2 separate regions of the Triticum aestivum genome follow, and region 2 is linked to region 1. Evidence: chromatin contacts called from public Hi-C data. All regions are on one chromosome and are shown on one strand. Each heading gives the region's core, a stretch centred on a gene start, on an enhancer-like site or on the middle of the called end of the contact. The rest is flanking DNA. Distances are from core to core; before and after follow the strand shown. Region 1 overlaps LOC123127722 (adenosine kinase 2). Region 2 holds the start of LOC123127723 (phosphoenolpyruvate carboxylase kinase 1).

Region 1 (4,170 bases), core at 1,087-3,586:
GAGAGCAGACGCCAAAAGGCAAAGAAAAATGCAGTGAAGTTGCTCCACATGATAGCCCAGCCATGGGTACAAGAAGCAAAAGGACATCTCATAGCCCAGCTATGAGCACTAGGAGCAAAAGAGCACCTGTTAGATTGGACTTGTAGTGTGTGCTCTGTTTCGGTGTATGTTTGACATTAAAACATGTTGAGACCTCTCTGTTTTGTGTTGTGATGAACCAATATGGTCTTGTAACAACTTTGATGTTTGTGAGGGTATATTGCTCATGAGATGCAAATTGTGATTCTATGCTAATTAAGCGAAAATGCTGCCGAAATTTTGTTTTTTGTACTAACATTATTTTACTTGTTTTGTACTTTCATGCTGAAATTAATTAAAAAGTTCATCGCTCATCTTATATTCATGTAAAAATTATTGAAATGGAATACAATAGAAATCAGTATATCATTTGGCTAAATGGTCACAAGGTATGTTCAGGGGTAAAATCATCTTTTCAACTGCCACTTAACAGTCAACTAACAGTCAACTCGCGATAGGGGCATATCTGTACGCAGTGCAAGTTTTCAATGGCATATTTAGGGGAGGGAAATTTTCAATGGCATGTGAGGGTACGGGCAAGTTTTGAGTGGCATATATGGAATTCACCCTTAAACTATCAAGGGGGTCAGGTTATATTTCAAGTCGACATCCTTAGCCATTTGATTGACATCTTTTCATCCTTTGTGCTTATACTAATCTCACATGAGGGTTCCAGAGGGTCGTTTTGGCTCTTGGGAGCACATGCTTCTGGACAAACAGTAAATTAAAAAAATGTAAATAAATTTATAAAATTCAGATTTTTTGTGTTTGGATGTTCATGTTAGCCTCACATAGCGTGTTTGACAATTTTCACGCAAAACGGAATAATAGTGCTTCGTTTGGTAAAAAAAATAAGATTAAGCTTTTCCGGTAAAAATTTGCAGGTAGCATTTAGGTGTGACAATGAACGCATCTAATTTTATTCTATTTTTTTACGTTTGCAAAACATATTTAGATATGGGATGGCCTCAATCTAAAACTTACTTTCAGTAGATGTGTGGGGACTGAATTCATGGAGAGATGGCTCGGATCAGGTCAACCAAAACCCTATCTAACGAAGAGGACCAACCTGTTTGGCTTTTAGAAGCGCCAGGGACTTACTCGGTTAAATCCTTTTATTTCATGATTAACTGGGGTGGAGTTTCTACTCCTGTCTGGAAAAACTTTTGGAAGATTGTTGTACCTCACAAGTATCTAGTCTTTTTGTGGCTAGCTTTTAATAATAAAATTCTTACCAGGGACAATTTGAACAAAAGAAGGGTGGTGGATAACTTAAAATGCTTATTCTGTGATGAGGAGGAATCAGTTTGCCACCTGTTCTTTGAATGTGTAATTGCTAGATAGATTTGGAGTGATATGGCTGACTCTTTTGAGTTCAGTATCCCTAATAACATGGCTGAATTGTCTTCCTTTTGGAATGTGAATAATAAGAAATCTGTTGTCAATATTGCCTGTGTTGCTACTATTTAAAGCATTTGGACTATGCGTAATGATATGTGTTTTCAGGGGATACCATGGACAAGCACCCATATAATACCGGCAAGGATCAACGAATCGCTGCATCAATGAAAGATTCTCTGTGGAGGCGATCAATCGGTCCTGCTGAGAAGATGCCTCCAACTTCTGGATCGGCGAAGAGGAAAGCTGCTCAGGATTGTCTAGGCCTGGGCCTGAGCGCGTGCGCGAGGAAGAACCGAGGTAGGACGTTGAAGGCTCACTCAGAATGATGTTGGAGAAAAAAAATGTAGAGATCTCCCCCCTTCGTTCTGCTCCTGCCGCGTCTTAGACGGTGACTTATGTCTAGCCTTGCATCGCTTCAAAAAAGATGTTAGGTTCCCTTTTGGTAACTTTGATTCAATATGGTCTGCGTTCAAACTTCTAGGGATGTAAATTGTTTCTGTTTTTTGGTCTGTTACTTCTGGCAGACCCGGTTGCTTGTAACAGTCTCGATGACTTGCGTTGCTTCGTTTAAAAATCTGGCCTGTACCGTGGAGTCTCCTCCATGTGATCGATGGGGCAGCAGCGCGGAGTGGGGGTGGCATGTCACGTTGAGGGTTGAGTGAGGGGTGCTTCTCACGGACCGGCAAGACACGTGGTGGTGGACCGGTGGTGCTGCTACACACCGGTGTCGCTGGGGGAGCGGAGGTGTACACGAATGTAAAGCGCTGGCAGGTGCAGCCAACATGCACGGTCGGTATCTTTCCGTCAGCCAGGAACGTGATGAGACAGATCCTTATCTCTTCTTCCGGAAATACTGTACACACGATGGTTGGCGGACGCTGCATGCACGACACTCATTATTGCGCTACGCTCCATAGGAGTACTCCTATGTGTTTTGAGATACTCCTAGCTTAGCTTTTCCGAGAGTGAGGGGATTGTCTACAAGTGCTCTCCCTTATCTTAAACAATATCATTGCGCTACGTGACCTAGCTACCTAGCTAGCTAGAGAGTGAAAGTATGAACGTACTCCATCAATTAGTCATGAGTACCTTCTTGCCGGTTATGCCCAGTGACACCGGCACTCCGGCAGCTCGGTTGAACAACGCCTAACCTAAAAGCATCTCAAAGCGGATTGGATTAACTTGATCGGATTGAAGATGCTCTAACTATGAGTAGTTTCTACTGTAAGGGTTAGGAAGTGAGCAGTCCATTGCTCGAGAAAATAGAGTATGGTAGAGCGATGCAACTTCCAACTTTGCTACAGGGAAGGGAACCACGCATGTGCCGTGTGCTCGTCGTTGCGCTCCGGTGTCTCCTCAAGATAAGCCTTGGTTAGACACATGGCCAGCAACAACGAACAGGTGTGTCGCGCGCCCATTGGGACCTCGCACGCTCGTACTAGCTCCGACGTCCCTGTCATTTGTTGCATCGCGGTATAAAGGCGCTCGTTAGGACGTAGTGGGCATTGCGTGTATCGCGGATTGTTGGAAGTTGGAACTGACGTATTAGCTGTTTGGTCGAAGGCAATGGTAGGTAGTATGGTTTTGCTCCGTCGACAACAGGATATATGCATCATGCATACGTCCAGGGGCTTCTTTTGCAGCAAGCGAACAAAAAGGAAATTAGGTCTGTGCTGGAGCCGCCCGCGTACGTTCAGGTTCAGGTTCGGCGCGGTGCAATGCTTCTCCTGATGCATTTCTGGTCACCTGACCTCCGTAATACCCCTTTAAACCTAACCCCGTGCCTTTTGATGTGTGCCCGATGTGATTGATCCATCATACACGTTTTAAAGTCATTATTGTAGAAAAAAAAACTCTTTCGGTAATCTTATCCCGTACCTCTGACGTGCAAGTGATGTGATCGATTCATCAACCACATGTGGATGGTTATTACTACGTGGAGCAAGAAAAGTGGAGTATTCCCAAAGCCAAGTTAGGTCAAAGTGACGTGCTCCACGCTGCCAGTTTCTTAGCATGCTACAGACTGTAGTTAAACGTCATCGGTATCAGGATTAGAAGTTTATTGTGGGATACGTGAATTGCCAGGGGGAGGCCAATGAAAAGATAAGTGATAATTGACCTTCTAAATTTCCTTTTCCCTTCCCCCTACTCAACTCTTTTCAAATATCTATTCCCCATCACTGCCTCCCCACAACCAAAACAAAACATACCCTTCCCCCTCCTCATCTCTCTTCAAATTTCTATTCCTCACAACCAAAACACATTTGATTCTTTTTAATCAACAGTTATTTAAAATGGAGTCAGCCAAGGTTAAGCACACACGATGTTTGTCATAAGGGAAACAAACCTAGCACAGCGAACTATATATAGTTGGAACCTGTCCTTGTAGCAGGCAGCAGGGGCTTCTTGATCTGAACACGCAGTTTGTCACAAGGAGCAACTTACATTCGCACTGCACTATTTCTAGCCACGACAGGCAAATAATGCCCTTGGTTCACTGACAGACATACCATTAGCCACACTATGCCATACTTCTCACAAAACAAACACGTCCATAAAATTCCACTGCCTTCAAGCACTATCGTCGGTCTGACCACGCTTCGGCATATACTTGGATAAGACGGCCACAAGTAACACCCCATATAATGGCAACCATGCCTTATACCAAAGATAAAGGTACCGATTATAGCA
Region 2 (4,369 bases), core at 1,427-3,926, 270 kb before region 1:
CCAAGAATCAAAATCCTCATTTTTCACAATCTTAGGGGGAGGACCGGCATGATTCAAATGAGTGGAAGGAACCGGTCCACCATAAACAAGTGTTGGTTCCACATGGGCAAAGATGCCGGTGCCATTCTTGCCACTAAAAGAAGGAGCCTTTTCACTACTAGCTTCCCCCTTGTCGGGGATAGCATCCGTCACCTTGTTGGCGGGATCACCCACTTTCAACTGTGCGGTGGATAGTTTAAGCCCCTCAAGAAATTTAGTAAACATGCTTTCGACTTCGGTCGCCATGGAGGTTTTCAATGTCTCCAAGGCCACATTGAACTCCTCACGAGAGACCGAAGTTCCTCCATCTCCCGTAGACGAGATCGGATTCACACCGGAGTGTTCCTCCACACCGTCTATGGTATCAACCATACTCTTTGGATGGTAAAATTCTTAATAAAGAGGCGAGGCTCTGATACCAATTGAAAGGATCGATATGGTTTACTAGAGGGGGGGGGGGTGAATAGGCAACTAACAATTTTTAGCTTTTCTTTAACAATTTAAACTTTGCATCAAAGTAGGTTGTCTAGATATGCAACTAGGTGAGCAACCTATATGATGCAACGAGGATAGGTACACAAGCAAGCAAGAGATATGAAATAAGTAAGCTTGCTCAAATAAAAGCACGAGATAACCAAGAGTGGAGACGGTGGAGATGAGGATGTGTTGCCGAAGTTCCTTCCCTTTGAGAGGAAGTACGTCTCCGTTGGAGCGGTGTGGAGGCACAATGCTCCCCAAGAAGCCACTAGGGCCACCGTATTCTCCTCATGCCCTCACACAATTCGAGATGCCGTGATTCCACTATTGGTGCCCTTGAAGGCGGCGACCGAACCTTTACAAACAAGGTTGGGGCTCTCTCCACAACTTAATTGGAGGCTCCCAACAAAAACCACGAAGTTTCACCACAATGGAATATGGCTCCGAGGTGACCTCAACCGTCTAGGGTGCTCAAACACCCAAGAGTAACAAAATCCACACAAGAAAGTATGGGGGAAGCAAATATCCTTTGGTGGAAGTGTAGATCTAGGTCTCCTCCTTCAATCCCTAGCAAATCAACAAGTTTGAGTGGCTAGAGAGAGAGATCGGGCAAGAGAGCTTGAAGGGCATTAATGGTGGAGTGAGAGAGGTCAAAGGTGGGAGTGGTAGGTGGGAGAAGCCCCCTTAAATAGTCATCCCACATTTCCAACCATTACTGCGTTTTTTGCACTGCAGCGGTACAACCGGTCCTCGTCCCGGTACAACCGGGACTCACGGTGTAACTGCAGAACCCTACCAAGCGGTACAACCGGACAGGCGGGCGATAGTACCGGCTAAGAAAAATAACCGGACTAACCGCCTGGCTACCGCACAACCACCACATCAAAACAGGAGCTTGACCGGTACTTGGGCGGTGCCTGGCCGGAACAACCGCATGGCCTTGAGCTCTTGGGCGGCTAAGTACTGAGCGGAAGAACCGCTCGGACCATCGGTGGTACCGGTCATCGTGGAACGACCGGACCAACCGGGCCACTACCGCCCAAGAACCGCATCAAACCAGAAGCGAGAGCGGTACTTGAGCGGTGCATGGACGGAACCACCGCCCCAGCTGTTGCAGAGCATGGTGGCGGTACCACCGCCCGGAGGCAGCGGTACAACCGCTCGAGCAAAACTGGTGAGCGACAAGACCCAGCGGTACAACCACTCCAGAGAGCGGTACAACCACTCCAGAGAGCGGTACAACCGCTGGGTAGACACAGTGAGCAGAAAAGAGGGGAAGAGGCAAGGAAAACTCTCTCTCTCCCACACACACCTGAGGAAGGCAAAGAGAGGGTGAGAAAAGTGTACGTGAACTGATTCCCCCAGAGCTTCCTAATGAGGATTCCCTCTTGATAGTACGGGTACTCTACGACCAAAGAAAATAAAAGCGTAGAGGACACGTCTTCGATCTTTTCCTTCGAGAGGCAATAGCAATCCGATGTAAGCCTAAGCATCGAGAACCTGAAACATATAGCACACGATTAGACCACAACGGGTTGTCATTATCATCCAAAACATAAAGTAGGGAAATGCCCTTTCAGTAGTTTTTAGTCACAAAATTAGATATTTTTGGTAGTTATCAGTCACTTTTTTGAAAGTGGTAGTTCTGTGGGACGGTAACCCCTAATGTGGTAGTTTTTTGTCAAATACTCTATTTCTCCAGAGAGCCCCCCAGTAGAAACTGAAAATAAATTGAGCAACATCCTGTATTTTTTTTGTCCTTGGCTTATAACTCTATTTTGCTTTTCAAAGGGAAGATGTGCTAGTAACTCAATTTTCTTCAACACTTTCCACTGCATTTTTTAGCTCAGTGCACTAAAATAATTTTATTGAAAAAAAATTCTTGTCTAGGTTGATGTTGGTAAAAATTAAAGTTTATTTAAATTTACAGCTGTTCTCATGATTTTTTTACTATAAATATGCTTTCACTGATTCATTGTTGCCTATTTGCATCCTAAAAGAAACTCTTGTTTTTTTAGCCCGCACGGGCTGCTGACCTGGTAGAGGGTAAAACGGGAAGAGGAGAAAATGCGGTGTCCCGGACAGGCAGGATCCGAATATTCCGCTCGGCCGTAGGTTGGCCCGTGTCGTTAAATAGGCCACCCCCTCCGTCCAATGGGGCTAACCCGAAATTCACAGGAAAAAACACTGAACTATGAGTGCAGACCTAAACAGAGACTACGAGATTGGCGAGGAGATCGGCCGCGGGCGGTTCGGCGTCGTCCACCGCTGCACCTCGCGCTCCACCGGCGAGGCCTTCGCCGTCAAGTCCGTGGACCGCTCCAACCTCGCCGACGACCTCGACCGGGAGCTGGCGGAGATCGAGCCCAAGCTGGCCCAGCTCGCCGCCGCGGGGAACCCGGGCGTCGTACAGGTGCACGCCGTCTACGAGGACGACTCGTGGACCCACATGGTCATGGACCTCTGCTCCGGCCCGGACCTGCTCGACTGGGTCCGCCTCCGCCGCGGCGCGCCCGTCCCGGAGCCCGTCGCCGCGGACATCGTCGCGCAGCTCGCACAGGCGCTCGCGCTCTGCCACCGTCGCGGGGTCGCCCACCGCGACGTCAAGCCTGACAACGTCGTCCTCGACGTCGAGGACGACGGTGAAAACAGCTCCCCCCGCGCGCGGCTCGCGGACTTCGGGTCGGCCGCGTGGATCGGCGCCGACGGCGGCCGCGCCGAGGGCCTCGTGGGCACCCCCCACTACGTCGCGCCAGAGGTTGTTTCCGGCGGTGACTACGGCGAGAAGGCGGACGTGTGGAGCGCAGGTGTTGTCATGTACGTGCTGCTCTCCGGCGGCGCGCTCCCCTTCGGTGGCGAGACGGCGAAGGACGTGCTCTCGGCCGTGATGCGGGGCAGCGTCAGGTTCCCTCCGAGGCTGTTCTCCGGCGTGTCCCCGGCCGCCAAGGACCTCATGAGGCGGATGATGTGCCGTGACGAGTGGAGACGCTTCTCCGCAGAGCAAGTCCTCCGTAAGCACACATTAATCCCTACTATACTCGTACTCCGGCGTACATCTTTGTCTTCGAACCAGAAAAATCGTGTTCTCCGGCAGTTTTCATCTGAGATTAGATCCAGGAATTAACATTTTGTCATGTTTGTAATGCAGGCCACCCGTGGATCGTGAGCGGCGGAGGAGCCCGGGCGATGGAGCAGCCAACCTGAACGGCCGCCGGATCCGAGACACGCCAGAGCAGATCGAGGCAGATTTAGAGCATGCCGCCCGTGGGACCCCGGCTCCGCAGAGAAGTAGAGATAGTCGGCGATCGAGACGCACCGGCCGACGATGTTAATACGGTTTTTCTACGCAAGGCCGCGCTGATACATACGGTAGTACGTATCGCGCTACGGCAGTAGATCGAGTGAACCTTAGAAGAAGAGCAGTAGCGGCTCCGCTTGGACCTGTGTTTGTCCAGCTTTATCCTTTCTTGTGTGCGATGCTGCATGTCATGATGGATGATGCAGCAGGAGTTTTTGTATATATTCGAGCGTGCGTATGTACGTCTTGTACAAACTAATGGAGATGGAATAAAATGAGCTAGCCTAGCTTATGCTTTGCTTCCCTTTTAATTCAAGATTGTCGTGTGCCTTTCCCTAAAAAAAAAAAGACTGTCGTGTGCCTTTCGGCCGCCCCCGCCGTATCGAGGATATTCTAACAACTTTAGGTAAACACTCCACTCGCGAAGTCTCAAGTTGCATGAAATCTTCGGTCAGCTGACATGCAAGTTTCTCCTTATACAAGTACCCCCTTATATAAGAGCGTTCCAATCACTATTTTAATAATCTAAACACTCTTATATTTCTTTGCAGAGGA

Evidence for each region. Hi-C and Micro-C count contacts between places; a contact is called where the count stands out from the background.
Region 2: a Hi-C map of leaf shows a contact between it and region 1, with 3 times the contacts expected there. The contact joins the promoter of LOC123127723 here to the enhancer-like site in region 1. A contact is called at or near these places in 2 of 5 Hi-C or Micro-C datasets (both in leaf).

The regions. Positions count from the first base shown.
Region 1 is chr6A:422,558,052-422,562,221 of IWGSC CS RefSeq v2.1, reverse strand. LOC123127722 (adenosine kinase 2) reads right to left here. Exons shown (of 12, transcript XM_044547537.1): 12 at 4,123-4,170. Among protein-coding and RNA genes, the nearest start is that of LOC123127722, 7.1 kb to the right of the region's middle. Within about 2 kb of position 2,336, at least 7 of the 8 cell types and tissues checked have an H3K27ac peak or open chromatin away from gene starts, as enhancers often do. A contact at or near this core is called in leaf, where this site is marked.
Region 2 is chr6A:422,828,692-422,833,060 of IWGSC CS RefSeq v2.1, reverse strand. LOC123127723 (phosphoenolpyruvate carboxylase kinase 1) reads left to right here and starts at 2,676. Exons shown (of 2, transcript XM_044547539.1): 1 at 2,676-3,527; 2 at 3,665-4,130. The coding sequence starts at 2,711. The coding sequence ends at 3,720.